2 separate regions of the Mus musculus genome follow, and region 1 is linked to region 2. The links are chromatin contacts, called in public promoter capture Hi-C maps. All regions are on one chromosome and are shown on one strand. Each heading gives the region's core, a stretch centred on a gene start, on an enhancer-like site or on the middle of the called end of the contact. The rest is flanking DNA. Distances are from core to core; before and after follow the strand shown. Region 1 holds the start of Cxcl1 (chemokine (C-X-C motif) ligand 1). Region 2 holds the start of Gc (vitamin D binding protein).

Region 1 (4,102 bases), core at 605-3,104, 1.4 Mb before region 2:
TTTACTTCATTTGTAACAGTCCTTTGAACGTCTCTGTCCCGAGCGAGACGAGACCAGGAGAAACAGGGTTAAAGAATGTAAAAGGGCATTATGCCCTACCAACTAGACACAAAATGTCCAAGGGAAGCGTCAACACGTGCGTGTTGACCATACAATATGAAAGACGACTTTCAATAAATAACTGACATTCTTTTCAAGACATACAAACACAGCCTCCCACACATGTCCTCACCCTAATACATACAAAACATAATACTAAACTCTATCTCTCTGCACTTCTTTTCGCACAACACCCTTCTACTAGCACAGTGGTTGACACTTAGTGGTCTCCCAATAAATATTAGTTTAATGAAATATTTTAAGCCTACCCATCTTTAAACTGAACAAGCAGAACTGAACTACCATCGATGAAATGTATCCACACTGTTAAATATTAATGTAAAATAAAAACCACACACTTTGTGGAATAAATAAATACATAAATAAATAGGACCCTCAAAAGAAATTGTATAGTGTTGTCAGAAGCCAGCGTTCACCAGACAGGTGCCATCAGAGCAGTCTGTCTTCTTTCTCCGTTACTTGGGGACACCTCTGCAATCAGAAAAGAGTCATTGTTACAAATAGTCATCAAAGCCTTTCTTCTTTTATTCCAGCCCCTGAGGCTCCAGATGGGCTTTCTACATGTCTACACTTGCACCCAGAGTTCTGTACTGTCGGTTCCTGTGGAGTCAATCACTTGACTTGGAAAACAAAAACAAACAAAAACAAAAACAAACAAACAAAAACCTACTTCAGCATGGGTTAATTTACAAGTGTGACTTTAATCCTCTCTCACTCACAACTCTGTGATATAGCTGCTATTATCTCCCCTACTTGGCTTAAATTCAATAAATTATGTAACATTCACAGAGACCTTAGCCTTGAACTCAGGGAAATCTCACTGGCAAAAGAAGGCTCGGGCATGCTTTGCCAGCCCCTAAGGAGACTTTTAAAGGCTATTGGCGACTTCTCCATCTTTTAGGAACTGTTGCCACTGACCATTTGCATAGGGGTTTTGAGTGTGGTAATAATTATACACAATAGTAATTGTGTAATATACAATAGTAATTGTGTCCAAGAGGACACAATTCTCTAGCATCAGAACCAATTAATGATCTCAAATTAAGGTCAATTACCAAAATAATAACCACAACTTTCCGACCTCCTGATAAACACAGACTTTCCTTGATAGAATTAACGTTCAGGGGTCATATGCCAGTACTCCCACCCTTGACTCTAGTCTCGGGTACAAACACAAGTCACAACTCACTTTAGCATCTTTTGGACAATTTTCTGAACCAAGGGAGCTTCAGGGTCAAGGCAAGCCTCGCGACCATTCTTGAGTGTGGCTCTGCAGAGAGAAGGATAGACCCACATGTTAGGCATTCCCACTAGGAGAAGTGTGGGGGCGCGGGAGGGTTTGGGCGAGTCTGGAAGTGGCAGAAGCTAACCGGGAAGATACTCACATGACTTCGGTTTGGGTGCAGTGGGGCCCTGAGGGCAACACCTTCAAGCTCTGGATGTTCTTGAGGTGAATCCCAGCCATGGTCTGCAGGCACTGACAGCGCAGCTCATTGGCGATAGGCGCCCCTATGGGAGAAGACTCTTGGTCAGCGGGACTGTGGGAGGCTGCGCTCACCAGAGGTCCCTCCTCCCCCAGTGGCAGTGGCGAGACCTACCTGTGGCCAGGCGGCTGGTGGCCAGCAGCAGCAGCGCTGCACAGAGAAGCGAGCGGGTGGCTGGGATCATGGTGCTGTGTTGGAGTGTGGCTGGAGTCTGGAGTGCTGGAACTGGTTAGAGGCTCTGAGTCCTGTTGTGGAGCTCTAGGGCTCCCGCGAGCCCCTTTTATGCTCGAAACTCCAGAGCTCCGGGCCAGGGAAATTCCCGGAGTACAGGGTGTTTCCCTGCAACCGGAAAGGACATCGCTCCTCCCCCTTGCTCCACTCCCAAGGATTAGACTCTGGGATTTTTGCTTTTTGCCCCAAAGTCCCAAAGGGGAGGGAGTGACGTGCTTCGCTGGACAAGTGACGGCTGGGGGGTTGGGGGGGGGAGGAGTAGTGAGACTTCAGAGTCTCCAGTGCTCAGGGCGAGGTGGGTCACACGCGTTATGTGCACGTGGGCGCCACGCCACCTAGGATTCCACTTGGTGTACTACAGTGATTTGCGGGGATGGAAGCTTGTCTTGTTTTTTGAGTGTGGCAGATTAACGCATTCTTTAAAAAGACATCTACCCTCTCTTATCCCACGTGAGGTGGTTTGCTTTTGCCAACTGTTTTTGTGGTAAATCACAGTTGGTGGTTTGTATCAGGGAGGCATGTGAAGAGGGTGAGGAGAAAGATCACTGTCAAGGTTAGGTCCCTGTTTATTTTAGAATGCTGTAGCAATCTCCTCTTTGTTTTTTGAGCTTGGGAACTTCCCGAAAGTCCGAACTCCCGGTGTGGTTCCTGAAGCATCCCTACCCTGCTGTATAGCAGGTCATATTTTGTTTTGACTAAGGAAAGTCCACGGGAAAGCTGTGGGTTTTTTTCTGGGCTGAGGAGGGGGTTCCTAGATATAAAAGGCCACAGATGTCACAAGCACCAGTCTAACAGCAAAGGGCTATGGCTTTATATAACTATTAGTCTACTTGTACAACTATTTTCATGCTATCTGAATCTATCTGTATTGTAAAACTGAGTCTTTGAATATTATTATTATTATTATTATTATTATTATTATTATTATTAATTACTACTCAGGGTTACCTAGAACTAGCTATTGAACTTCCAAGCCTTCTCCTCCCACCTTCCAAGTGCTTCTTAGACTCAGGAGCCAATACACCAGACTTAGATAATTACTGACATATTTGTTGCTCTCTATTTAAACAATTTCAGAATCTGCCTGAATGCAGTCTTAGGTCTCCAGATTGTTGTCGTTATTGTTGTTTGTTTGTTTGTGTTTGTTTTTGTCATTGTTGGTATTTGAATGTAGATCCTAGCTGAACATCCATTGATTCTATGTCTCTGTGAGGGAGAACTGGAGCTATCATGTAAGAAACCCTTGGTCTGGGTGTACTCTACATGTGGAGCTACAGAGGCAGCCTGACTATTAGGATTAAAACTTCAGCTTCAACGAGTCCCCACGCAATGGTCACTGGCAATCTCTCCAACCTCAAGTATGTTTCTCATCTGTAAAAGAAAGCCAATAGTAGCATTTGCTTCACAGAGCTGATATACTAAGATGAAATGTGCTAGCATCCGGGTGCTATTTAAGCATTTTGCAAATAGCTACCAAATAAAGGAAGAGACGTGGTACTCTACAACTTTATTGGCAACAAATTGAATGATCATAAAGGTGGGGTACTCAGATTAGGATTAATGCCCCATGAGAGTTCAGAGGTCATCTGTGCTGAGTCTTACTCCCTTCTTCCCTGAGGTCTCTGCAAGGAAATGGTAGCCATCTGCACAGGAGAGTCCTTCACCAAGCACTACACCTGTTTCCAAACTTCCTAAGATTAGCTGTTTTGAAGGGTACCGTGATAAGAGAATTCCTCCTTGTTTTACTATAGCTGGATGCCGCTGATATATACAAGCTGCAAATCACAGAACAACCTACTGGAGTCATGTCTTAAAAATAGAAGCTCACTAGGGCTGGAGGAATGGCTCAGCAGCTAAGAGCATGTTCTGTTCTTGCAAAAGAGGTAAGTTCAATTATCAGGCAATTCCCAATCATCTGTAATTCCAGCTCCAGGGACAGCTAACGCCTGATGCCTCAGCCGGCCCCTGTACTAACATATGCGCATCCACACTCAAGTGGATGAGTGAATGTACACAGTCAATGTAAAACATTTCCAATCTTTATTAAGTCTCAAAAATGTCCCTCATAGAACTAATATAAAAATACAACCACTTAACATCTGTAAAGTATCCTTCAAGTAAAAGTTACTGAAAGTAATGTTAACTAAAGCAAACCAGTAAGATATGAAATTATTGAAACTAAAAAATAACATTTTATACATTCCATTCAGTAAAAGGAAAGGCATAAATACAGAACGTACAATAGTGGTTGCCCAGGAGAAAGGGAT
Region 2 (3,911 bases), core at 1,294-3,793:
TGGTTTAGTTCAGAGTGCAAGACCTGAGAGCCATTTAGAAAAGAGAAATGCAGCAGGAAGAACTAAAGAATGGCCCTGCTGCTTCCTCTCTCCTCCCAGCTTCCCCTGATGAGGACAAGAGTCTACGTTTCCTCTGAAGCTAAGAGAAGGACAGAGAAAAAAGAGAAGCCACTTTTGATAAGATGTTTAAGATTTATTCATTTGAATTTGTGTGTGTGTGTGTGTGTGTGTGTGTGTGTGTGGCATATGTGCAAGTGCCCACAAAGGTCAGATAAGAGCATTGGAGCCATCTTCACTCCTAAATAAATTACCTATATAAAGAACATGCCTGTACAAGTCCACTACCTAAATATTTAATTAAATGTGTATCTCTACAATAAATTCATCAGTTTCTACAATGCTTGTTCTATTACAGGCTCTGAAGTTTGATTTGGTCTCAGTTTTCTTCACATTAGATTTACTACTAACAATTGTCACACAAGGTGTCCTTTAGGCCACTTTTGTGTATTTCTGCTCTACTTTAGGACAGCAGTAGAAGAGTAAGAAGAGACACCAAGGTCAGACTGAAATGGGTGCATTTGTGCTGATCTTCAGTTAGAAAAAGACAGATGCATCCCTGAAAGTTGTTTTTGGCAGCTTGTGTGGAGATTTCTCAAGAATGTGCCTAATTCAGATGTTGCAATTCTTGCAACATGTAGTTTATCATTAAACAGCAAGAGTGTATTTCCAAAACACAGATAGAGCTATAATTTGAAAAAAAAAATAGATATGGGCTAGTCTTAAATTTTGTTGCAAGCACTCATGGAAAACAGTCTAAATGTATCTTTTAAAAAACAAATTATGAGAACATGACTGAGATACTATGTAGATTCTAATGATATTTATAGTGTAATCTTGGCATTAAAAATATACAAACCTGTTAACAATTGTACCAATCTGTGTGTTCTTGGTGGTTTTGATATTTTGAGACATCTGTTTCCAAATATTTGTAGTTAAGAATAAAACTTCCTTTAAATTAACTTTCGCAAGGGAAAGAAAATCATGCAGGCTTGTATTACACATGAAATTAACCTTTACACAGAACGCAGGTAGTGGGTGAGCAGGAAGCTGCCTGTGTGTCTTCAGCAATGCTTGTGGCCTCTGTTGATATCTTCTGCTGTGTGGGTTCCACTGGCTTTTAAAGAAATAGTTCCTATTTAATCTTACACCACTGAACCTAACACCCACTCACTTCCCATACAGTTGTTGATCTGACTAAGCAGGTAACTGTTTACTGTGGTTTGAGATGTTGGTGGACTCTGTCTGCACAGCTAATCTTTAACCACTGAATTGATTGGTAAGGGCATTCTCAGGCACCTATCTTTAAGAGCCCAGACATGGGGTTGAATTTTAAATCTTCAAATGGAATGTAGATTTCCGTGGTTCCTATGCTATCCTCAGATGTTGGAAACATGAGTAGTCAGGGAGAATAACTAGGAGAAATGAAAGAACATTAATGCGTGCAAACATGCATTAGATATCCGGCACATGGTTCATCTTAATCCCACACTAAGGGAAGAGCAATACATACATACATACATACATACATACATACATACATACATACATACATAAATACATAAATAAATAAACAACAAATAAACCAACAACCCCCCCCCTAAGAGTTCACAACTGAACAATGGGTCTAGAGAGGAGAAATAAATCTATATTATTCAGAAATAAGAGCTGGCTAAGACTGTGGTTCCTGAACCTGAGGACCCAATGTCAGTGTAAGATCAATATCTGACATTCTGGGCAAGGTACAGGATTCACATGAGGGAAGACTCTCTTTTCTAAGATAGAGATGCAAGATATCAAGTCCTAAAAGGTCCCTGTGAATTTTTTAGTTATGCTATTATAAAATATGTCAAACACATGGTAGTAGAGGGATCTCTAACTGATCTGCAGTGGTCCTAAGATTTTTACATCACATCGTGTGTGTGAGTGTGTGTGGTGGGTACTCACATGCTCATGTGCAATGGTAAGCCAGCCATTGAAGCTCTCCATCTATTATTTTTCTCATCTCAAGAGCTATTCTAAACATATACTCAATAGTGCACTGTAACACATAGATATAAGGCATGATGTCACCACAATTACCTAATGACATTAAATTCATGGAGTTAGAGAATTGCAATAAATTAACTGGCTTCTTGCTCTTTACTCATAACTTAAAATATCTAATCTGTGATATTTTAAAATAATGCTTATTTGTGTTAGATTTAAAGAGAGAAAGAAAGGGAGAACAGGAGGAAAAAGAAAGGAAGAAACACAGCTCCCAATTTTTCCATCAATACATAGGAGTGGTAGGGAGTACCCAGAGAAGACATAGACATATCTTTTCCTCCATATAGAATAGGGAAGTGTACCCCTACTGGTACATTAAGTAGATGCCATGGAAAAACTGCAGTGGGAAAGTATCCACATGCCTTGGCTTTTCCCAGTGACAAAGTTAATGATTAAAACCTCCCAGACTCTCCTCCATATTCCCCAGGGGTATCTATTTGCCTTATGATGATATTACTATCTATTTTTGGGAACAAGGCTGATTGTCCCTTGCTTCTGGGCAGAGATTAATAATTGATGAGTTTCTAGTTAGGATCGTTTGCAAATCCTGTGCTCCTGCCTTTTGCGTGGTGGCCGGCAGGTGAGAGGAGGTGCTGCAAGACTCTCTGGTCGCAGAATGAAGAGGGTTCTGGTTCTCCTGCTGGCCTTAGCCTTTGGGCACGCTCTAGAGAGAGGTAAGGCTCCTCTTTTCACTAAGAACTATTGCTAATTTAATTTCCCAGTGCCACTTTAAAACTTGAAGAGTAACTAACAGAAGAAATAGTGGATGCTCTAGAAGACAATAAAAGAAGGAACAAAGAGGGATCGATCTGAGCTCAGCTGGGCCATGTAGCATTAGTAAGAAATGCTCCCCACACATAAGAAATAAGTAGCTCACTAAAGATAGAGGCAGGTATGGCGGTGCATGTCTGCAACCTCAGAACACTGGAGGTGAGAGTGGGAGGATCTTGGGATTTCAAGTTTCCCTGGTGAACTGGCTGCATAGGGAGTTCAAGGCTAGTCTGGGCTGCCCGAGACCATCTGAAAACAAGCAAAACAACTCCTAAAAGAAAGTAGGGTTATGTAAGCTTTCAGTTTTCCTCCCCACATTGGATAAGTAAGATCTATAATGCAACCGGGGCCTCTGGTACACAACTAAGCATTTTTATTTCCCAAATGCTTACCCTCCTTGGTATCATCACGATGTCAGTGGTACAAGACGCCAGCTGAGAGAGCTCTTTGATCCTCCTTAGAGGATCGTACTCTTCAGCAGTTGCAAGGAACGAGAGTTTTTAAAAATACCTCTCACACAAAATAAGAAACTTTAGTATCTCTGAAATAAAATAATAAACAAGGTAACAGGGGTGGTGTTTCATGGAAATCACCCTTGCCCTGGGACATTGGCCTTTGCAGTGTTCTGAGGCTTCCGACAGTGCTAGCAGGTCACAGGACATGTGTGTAACTTCATAAATTCTGCAACTGGAAAACTTTCCAGAGATGTTTCCATTGATTTTTTTCCAGATGATCTCTAAACCCTAATTTAGCCTTTTATTGTACAGTTTAGGTGTTATTTTATAGATTTCCCTTTGAATAATTTTCATCTCTGGATTATTTTTTGATGCTTATAAGGGCATCTGCACACACTCTGATTTGTCAAATTAAGATGTTCATTTAGTACTCTTTCTTGACAGCAGCATTCAAACCATTCATGTATATTTATAGTAATAACACATTTAACCAGCAGTATATGCCTCCCTGGGAATTATCACTTATTAATGATGGCAAGAATAAACTCAGTCTTGACTTTATTTCTAATTTATGTGCGT

Evidence for each region. Promoter capture Hi-C pulls out the DNA fragments that hold promoters and counts their contacts.
Region 1: a contact with region 2 is called in a promoter capture Hi-C map of liver, with 3 times the contacts expected there. The contact joins the promoter of Cxcl1 here to the promoter of Gc in region 2.

The regions. Positions count from the first base shown.
Region 1 is chr5:90,888,997-90,893,098 of GRCm38.p6, reverse strand. It overlaps Cxcl1 (chemokine (C-X-C motif) ligand 1), which reads right to left and starts at 1,854. Exons shown (of 4, transcript NM_008176.3): 1 at 1,719-1,854; 2 at 1,506-1,629; 3 at 1,310-1,390; 4 at 1-591. The coding sequence starts at 1,788. The coding sequence ends at 576.
Region 2 is chr5:89,456,530-89,460,440 of GRCm38.p6, reverse strand. It overlaps Gc (vitamin D binding protein), which reads left to right and starts at 2,543. Exons shown (of 13, transcript NM_008096.2): 1 at 2,543-2,780. The coding sequence starts at 2,723.